Linked DNA regions of Sus scrofa: region 1 is linked to region 2. A link is a contact called in public promoter capture Hi-C data. All regions are on one chromosome and are shown on one strand. The core of a region is the stretch at or near the end of the contact, and the rest is flanking DNA. Distances in the headings are between cores, read along the strand shown.

Region 1 (3,932 bases), core at 352-2,851, 200 kb before region 2:
TGCAGCTCATGGCAGCTCCGGATCCTTAACCCACTGAGCAAGGCCATGGATCGAACCTGTGTCCTCTGAACAATAGTTGGGTTCTTAACCCACTGAGCCACAATGGGAACTCCAGATTTTCACCCTTTTGATGACAGCATACGGATTCTTAGACTCCTAGAGAGCTGGAGTTCAGGGGACTCACTGAAGTCATCCTTATTCCACCACCTCATTATAAAGATGAGGGAGATGGGGGCTTTGGGGAATTTCATCTTGTCAGACAATGTAAGAAATGCAAGTGAAAAAGGATGTGGAGCAGGTTGTTGCAGTGGACACCCATTCATCTCTGTCAGATGCGAGGCACTGCCCAGTCCTGGAAATACAAAGTGATAAGACTCAGCCTTCTCCCTCCAGGGGCTGTGAGTCAGCAGTTCACTAGTGCTCAGCACAGTCTTGAGTGTTGCTTTATTAACAAGAAACCATTGCTTCAGACTTAACCTGCAGTTTCTGGATTTCTATCATTTCATTCCCCACAAATATGATTATTGAGTCAGTTTGTAGCCCCATGGGGAAAGGTGTTCAAGGGGTTTGGCCCCACCTCCAGAAGTCCTCTGCAGAGGATCAGGGAAAACTGGAGTGATTAGGACTCTAGTTTCTGCTAGCACTTACTGAAAGACACAAACCGCTGATTCTTCCTGTAGGGCTCCACCTGCGGCTAAAACTCATGAGCCCCACCGACAAAGAGGTCCTTCTCTTCAAAGACACTCAGAGCCACAGCATATCTCACCCCACTCTCTGGTCTCCTTCCTGGGGTGGGAGAAGCAGGTCCCGTTGGTAACTTGAACAGGGCTGGAGACCAGTCCATCAGAGGCCACAGGGGTGCCATGTAGGAGGTGCACTGCTCACCAGCTCTGTTCTAATCCCTCTAGAGACTGGGATCCTCCCCTCCCTGTGAAAGCCCTCCATACAGAGCTTTTCTGGGGACCAGTCTCTAGTCCCTTCTTGAGCCTCCCGGGGGGCAGCTCCCTTGTCCTCCCCCTCTTCACCCTGATACAAACTCAACTCCCCCCTTTTCCCAGGGATTGGGTTTCCCAGCCCTCCCTGCTTGGGGGACTTGGATTTCCCATTAACTTTTATCACAGTCCAAACCAGTCTTTTGTGCCCATCTTCCCTCAGCATCTGAGTGGTCTGGTTTCTGGGTGTGGTGCAGGGCAAGGCAGGACCTCGGCACAGATGGGCATACAGAGGGCAGTGTAGCTGGGCACCCAGGGCTGTGGGCAGGCATCTTCAATTGATTATTCTATTGGTCAAAATTTCCAATGATTATTTTACCGTTAAAATGCCAGTTGAGACATTTACGCACTCAGATGCATGCTAGAGCTTCACGGTTAATCTGATGACTCCAGATTTTTAAATTACTATATACACGTGCACACACACACACACACACACACACACACAAACAGGCGCACACACACATGTAAAAACAGAGAGACACAGAGGAAGCCCCAGACATAGTATACAAACTGAAATCAAAGCATCAATTATTCACTTTATAACTTGGTGGTATGTGTTTTGAAGGTTTGGACGCACACCCAGGAATCCTCTCCCAAATGTCAAGAACTGGGAGGTTCCAAGGCCCTGGACACCTCACTGATCCTACAGGGTCAGGGCTGCACTGAGATAGTGTCCACTGAGCACAGTGTGGACTGTGACTCAAGGTCCCCAGCTCAGACAAGGCAGAACAAGAAGTGCACAGCAAAGAAAAGAAGGGCCTGCAAACCAGCCCAAGTCCTCCCCCCAGGCCCCCAGCAGAGCCCCCTTCCTCCTGCTCCAGGCTTCCTGCCTTGGGGAGAGAGCCATCTCTGGTCTGAAGGACACGTGCAGGGCTGGAACCCATGCCAAGGGGCCGCATGCAGCTGCTCTAAGGACGTTTTTCCACTCACTGCTTCCGTTGCGTGTCCTGGTCCTTTCTGAGAACAGGGTGGGTGAGTCCCCACTGCAGCTCTCACACCCTGCAAGCCCCAGACAGTCAGCCAGCACCTGAAGGCAGCGTTTTTCTGTACATTTTGGGACCTCGCTCCAGGTAGGAGGGCTGCATATCTCTCGGGCTGGAAACAAGCGTGCACAGTTAGTGCCGCCTCCTCCCCTGGTAGCTGCTCCCCTGTTGCCTTCGGGTCCCCCTGTCAGAGGACCCATTCCAGGCTGGCAAGATGGAAGGAGTGGGTGTGGGATGCCCTCTTGACAGTGGTCCCGCTGAGACGCTGCGGGGCGCCAGCAGAGGGCGCACGCGTCCTGAGCAGCCCGCCTGAGGCTCACAGGTGCTGCCTGGAATCTGGGGGAGCTGCCCGCCCAGGACGTCCCTGTGGGGACTCTTGTCAGTGAGTCTCCCTGACAGGGTCGCCTCCCCGGAACGTCTCCTTCAGGCCCTTGCAGCTCCCAGGTGAGTGAGTGTCGCCTCAGGCCGCTTTGCTCTCTTACTGACTCTCCCGACCTTCCCTTCCCGGGAAGCTGGTTCCCACCTGGAATGCGGTTTGAAACCCCTGAGAGCCCCGCGAGCCTCACTCTAAGGTCAGGATTCAGGAGGAGGAAGCCGGTGGCCTGAGGGCTGGGACGTTGTGCTGCAAGGCTCCTTGGGATGTTATGGCTGCAGGCTTAGTGGTCTCGGAGCAGCAAAAGGTCTGTTTCTCTGAGTAAAGAAACCGCGACCTCATGTGTCAGCAGGGGTTGTGTTTGCCCAGGATGTGCATGTCCCCTGGCTTCCCGACAGTGTCCAGGGCACCATCCTTCATCCTTGGCTTCTTCCTCCTCCCCCTGTGGAAGCCCTTGTGGGAGGGTCCCGGTCGAGCCCCAGGAGGCAGGGACGGGCTGGCTTCTGCAGGACCAGGCTCTCGATTGCTGCGGCCACCTGCCACGTTGAGGGACAAAGACTCTCAGGACCACAGTGAGCTCCTGCAGGTGACAGTTCCAAGGAGAGGCCGAGTCTGTGCCCGGCTCTGTGTTTTCCGGCTGCTGGGGGAGGGGGGGGCGGTTCCAGGGGCACTTGAGCCTCTGGTTCCTCGGGGCAGCCTCTCCTTCCTTCGCTGCCAGGGCCTCTGGCCTGAGCTGCCTCGGCGGTGGGAGGTGGGAGCTGTGAGACGTGTGGACAGGGAGGCGCTGGCCAGCGCCGAGCACCTGGCTCCTGATGTCCCTGCCCCGCTCGCAGCTCAGGGCCCCTGATGGTTCCAGCCCCTTGAGCGCCTGGCATCCTCCCCTCCCTGTGACAGCCCCTGTCTCCAGTCCCTTCTGGAGCCTCCCTGGGGGGGCAGCTCCCTCGTCGTCGCCCTCTTCACCCTGGTACGAACTCAACTCCCCCCTTTTCCCAGGGATTGGGCTTCCCAGCCCTCCCCGCTTTGGGGGACTTGGATTTCCCATTAACTTTTGTCACAGTCCAAACCAGTCTTTTGTGCCCGTCTTTCCTCAGTGTCTGAGTGGTGTGGCTTCTGGGGGTGGTGCAGGGCAGGGCGGGACCTTGGCACGGGAGGGCAGACAGAGGGCAGTGTAGCTGGGCACCCGGGGCTGTGGGGAGGGCATCTTCGGAGAGTGCAGGGGGAACGCCTGTCAGACCAGCTTTGCGTGAGTCCTTCCATCAGCCCTCCCAGCCTCTGGGAGAAGTCTCAGCCTTGCCTGTGTCCCCCACTCCCTTCTCGTCCCCGCTCTTTGCCTCTGAGCTCAGACACCCCCACTGGTGCCAGAACACCTTTGTGTCCCAGAGAGCGACTGGATCGGGAGAGGCCTTGCTCTCTTTTGGCTTCTCCTCCTAGTCCTGGAGGGGCGGAGGGGGACTTAGTCTTTCAGGAGTGCATCCTGTGTGCTGAGCCCGAGGGGGAAGCCAGGCCCAGAGGCTAAGCCAGCTGCCAGGGTCACACACAGGTTGGTAGCCGAGCTGGGTTTGGAAGCCCCGTGTGTCTTGA
Region 2 (4,120 bases), core at 1,593-4,092:
AAAAATCACACCCAACTTCTAACTGATATTTCTCAAACTGTAAAAGAATAAAGTAAAAAACAAAACAAAACAGAGAAAACAATGGTGATGAAATTTCATCCATAAATCAAAGTTGAAGGGTTTTTTTATTTTTCAAATTTATTGACATAAAGGTTGCTCATGGTATTTTGGGGGAGGGGGAGGGATCAGAGACCATGTCATTAATTTTTTTCTCCCCAGAGCCTAGCTAAATGCCCAAAATGCATATTTTCATTAAATGTTCATGTAATAAATGAATAAGTTAAAGAATGACAGAATGAATCATATCTTTCCCAAAGAGATAATCCTTTTATATGGAAAAAATATTCAGAATAACAATAGGAGTTGGACTGGAGTCCATGAGGTAGGTGTCCAAGCCTGCAAAGAACTTGGGGAGAGAGACCTAGGGCTGACATTACCCAAAAAGGCTGACAGTAGATGTAAGTAGCAAATGTTAAAGAGAATGGTAGATACTGTAGGGTTTGAAGGACAAAGGGGTTTTGCACCTATGAGAATGAAAGTACAAACCGAATGCCAATACTGCCTCCCAGTGACCCTTGGGATAAAAGCCTCTGTACTGAAGCACTTTCACAAAATAATAGCTTTCTCACATTGAGTGGTTCTGAGCTATGAGTTGTGCCAGGCACCTCTTAACCTCTCATTTAACCCTCACAACAACCCCTTGTAGACAGAGAACATGAAGCTTAGCAGTTAATTGCACTGGAACCAGAATGTCTGGCTCTCCCACTACAGACTTTGTGACCCTGGACAAACTACTTAAGTTCTCTACATATGTCCCATCTGTAAAATATGGATAATATTAGTATCTATCACATACATCCTTGACAACATAGCAAATGCTATCTAAATGTCAGCTATCATTAAACCCTTTTGCCTGATAAAAACTAATGTTAAATAAATCAAGCATACATAGGAACTCAATGCATATAACTTCCTTTGCTTTCTCCTCTTAAATCTTAACGCCCTAAAGCATGCCCCTTTAGTGGTCCTGAAATTTAAATAGAAGACTCTCAAATAGCCCAAAAAAGTCAGTTCCTAAAGGCAGCAATAAGGAATCTCCATTAAAGAAACGGAGAAACCTCCATTAAAAAGCCTATTAAAGGAGTTCCCGTCGTGGCGCAGTGGTTAACGAATCCGACTAGGAACCATGAGGTTGCGGGTTCGATCCCTGCCCTTGCTCAGTGGGTTGACGATCCGGCGTTGCCGTGAGCTGTGGTGTAGGTTGCAGACGCGGCTCGGATCCTGCGTTGCTGTGGCTCTGGTGTAGGCCGGTGGCTGCAGCTTCGATTCAACCCCTAGCCTGGGAACCTCCATGTGCCGCGGGAGTGGCCCAAGAAATAGCAACAACAACAACAACAAAGACCAAAAAGACCAAAAAAAAAGACAAAAAAAAAAAAAAAAAAAAAAAGCCTATTAAAAAGTGTGGTTCCACAAAAGAGAACTCTACAGGGCACTCTTGGTGCTATTAGAGTGAATCCCTTTCCAGCAAGGGATTCACCCAAAACAGGAAGCACAGGGATTGTGAAAATCAGCTAAGATTTATATAGTATTTCTAGGAATACTCAAGTAAGTATGATCTGCCCAGTGCCTAGTTTGACCACTTTGCCTATGCAAGATGAAGGGCCATGATCACTTTCAAATTAGGCTAATAATAACCCACTAGAGAGCAGAGAATACTCTCCTTGCTTTCCTACTATTATTGTGAAAATAATGGTTTTCAAATGACACAGCACTGGGGTGATTATCAGACTGCCCACCTCAGTCCACATTTGTAATGAAATGTATCTACCTGGTAAGACTGACTGGCAGATGTGCATGTCAAGAGTAAACAGGCTTCTTTCAAATTTGTAAAGCACTCCATGATTTTGCAAGCTTCCTCTGATTTTAGTATTCCTGGGTGTTCTGTTTAAGCGACAATGTAGAAACAAACGATGACCAGACCATATAAAAAAACAGAACTCTGACCCACAACCTCTCCAATGCCTACCTAGGAAACCAACCCCCTTATCTATATAATAAATAGCCCAAGAAGTCAGGCTGCTTTAAGTCAGACTTGTAGGAAATCAAACTAAAGTCTCTAGTGATATTCCAGGAAGCCAAATACCCTACATAACAATCCATCCAACATAGCCAGTACTTGATTAATAACTGACAGCTTCCCTAATTTTTGTCCCCACTCTCAATTTAGGACCAACCGCAGAAAGCCAAATATGCACCCCTAACCTATCACATAGGTCACATAGGATACCCCGCTCTGAGGTAGCCCACAGACAGCTTCCCCATAACAAATAGCTTTGCATTAGAAAAAGAGTGAAACCTGCCCCCCCAAAGCTTTCTCCCCTCCTCTGCCTGCGTTTGAGCCTTTGCCAAAATGTAATGTGATGTGGCTGACTCTATACATGGCAAGCTCTTGAATGAATAGCTTTTGCTTTTCTTATTTGGTTGGTCATCATTTATTTCCACATACTGGACCTAGTTATTCTATGAAGAACCAATTTCCAAACCCTCTTTAAAAAGATACTGGTTAACATTGTTTAAATGTGTTGTTTCTAAAACAGTCATAAAGTTAGCAGATAACATCTTTTTCACTTCATCTTAATAACCTTAATATGTTCCATGGCTCACCTTTCCGCAGATCTCCCTGCAATGAGCACGGCTTCCTTCTACCCACCAGAGAAGTGGACCTACATGTTAAATCTGTGAGTGAAGACCGTAGTAGCGCTCCCACACCCAAGCCAACCTCCAAAAGAGAACTACAATTCCCAACAGCCCCTGCAGATGGCTGGCCGCTGCCACTACGCGCCTGCGCAGTTGCGGAAGCTCGACTGTGCGGTTCCCGCCAATTCTCGTGCTAATCCTGCCTGGGTTGAGTTCTGCGTTTCATGGAGACGTTTGACCCTACCGAGCTGCCCGAGCTGCTTAAGCTTTATTACCGGAGGCTCTTTCCCTACGCCCAGTACTATCGCTGGCTGAACTATGGCGGAGGTGATGAAGGCGGGAGCGGGGTGGGAAATGGCTCGGGGTGGGGGGGGAGTGTGAGGAGGTTCTGGGAGGGTACCTTGGAATGACAATATGAAGTGCCTTCCATGTTCCAGGCCTTGTGTCGGGCGCCTTTGTGCGTTGCCTTGAGCCCTCCCCACCACTGCCGAGGTGTAAATGGGCCTAGAGTGGGATGTAATGACCAGTCTACACCACGCACTGAAAGACAGAGCCTTTGCTCCTCCCACTTTGTGTTTGAACTCACTTTCGTTGCAGCGTTTACCTGCTCTGATGCAGTGTTAATCTTCTCGGTTCCTGAGCGAAGGTGGCGGAGGTGGCGGGGAGCAAGGGAGTCCACTGGGTTGTAGCAAGAAGCTGCAGAGACATAATCTGCATCAGGGACAGACGGGCATCTCCTGAAAGAGGAGAGGTACTTAACTCTTCCCAGCTGAATTTGAGTGCCCACCTAGGAAAGAGAGGTGGTACTACATGAAAATATTTCTGCATCTTTTTCCTCATTTTTACCTTTCCCTATTAAATGCAGGATGGTGAACTCCTTCAAATTAGGGACTAGTTCTTGGTTTTGGTTTTTGTTTTAATGTAGCACAGTGTTGAGTACAGAGGGTTCGTGAAAGATATCTTCTTGTTGGTTAATGTTTTAATACTCTGAACTGGATAAAATACCATACTAACTTTTAAAATGTATGTTCATTTTGCAGTGGTAAAGAATTACTTTCAACACCGTGAATTTTCATTCACGTTGAAAGATGACATTTACATTCGCTACCAATCTTTCAACAACCAGAGTGAGCTGGAAAAGGAGATGCAGAAAATGAATCCATACAAGATTGATATAGGCGCGGTATATTCCCACAGAGTAAGAAATCAGTTTTTTATGTAGTTTATTGTTTTTTTAAACCAAGAATGGATTGGTGCCCCTAGCGTTTTGAGATACATTTTTAGAGTTTATTCTAATTAAGGAGCCACACTTTAACAGTTTTTGCAAGTAGATTGTAGTGAAAATAAAATTTGTTCTTTGATGGGAGTTCCCGTTGTGGCGCAGCAGAAATGAATCCGACTAGGAATCATGAAGTTGCAGGTT

The links. Promoter capture Hi-C pulls out the DNA fragments that hold promoters and counts their contacts.
Region 1: a promoter capture Hi-C map of liver shows a contact between it and region 2, with 8 times the contacts expected there. The contact joins the promoter of LOC100626199 here to the promoter of PRIM1 in region 2. A contact is called at or near these places in 1 of 5 promoter capture datasets (liver) and 1 of 47 Hi-C or Micro-C datasets (skeletal muscle).

The regions. Positions count from the first base shown.
Region 1 is chr5:22,291,614-22,295,545 of Sscrofa11.1, reverse strand. LOC100626199 (retinol dehydrogenase 16) reads left to right here and starts at 1,601. Exons shown (of 5, transcript XM_021091810.1): 1 at 1,601-3,891.
Region 2 is chr5:22,088,163-22,092,282 of Sscrofa11.1, reverse strand. PRIM1 (primase (DNA) subunit 1) reads left to right here and starts at 2,842. Exons shown (of 13, transcript NM_001243669.1): 1 at 2,842-3,024; 2 at 3,738-3,895. The coding sequence starts at 2,922. It overlaps LOC100620470 (17-beta-hydroxysteroid dehydrogenase type 6), which reads right to left and starts at 2,787. Exons shown (of 6, transcript XM_003355459.4): 1 at 2,665-2,787.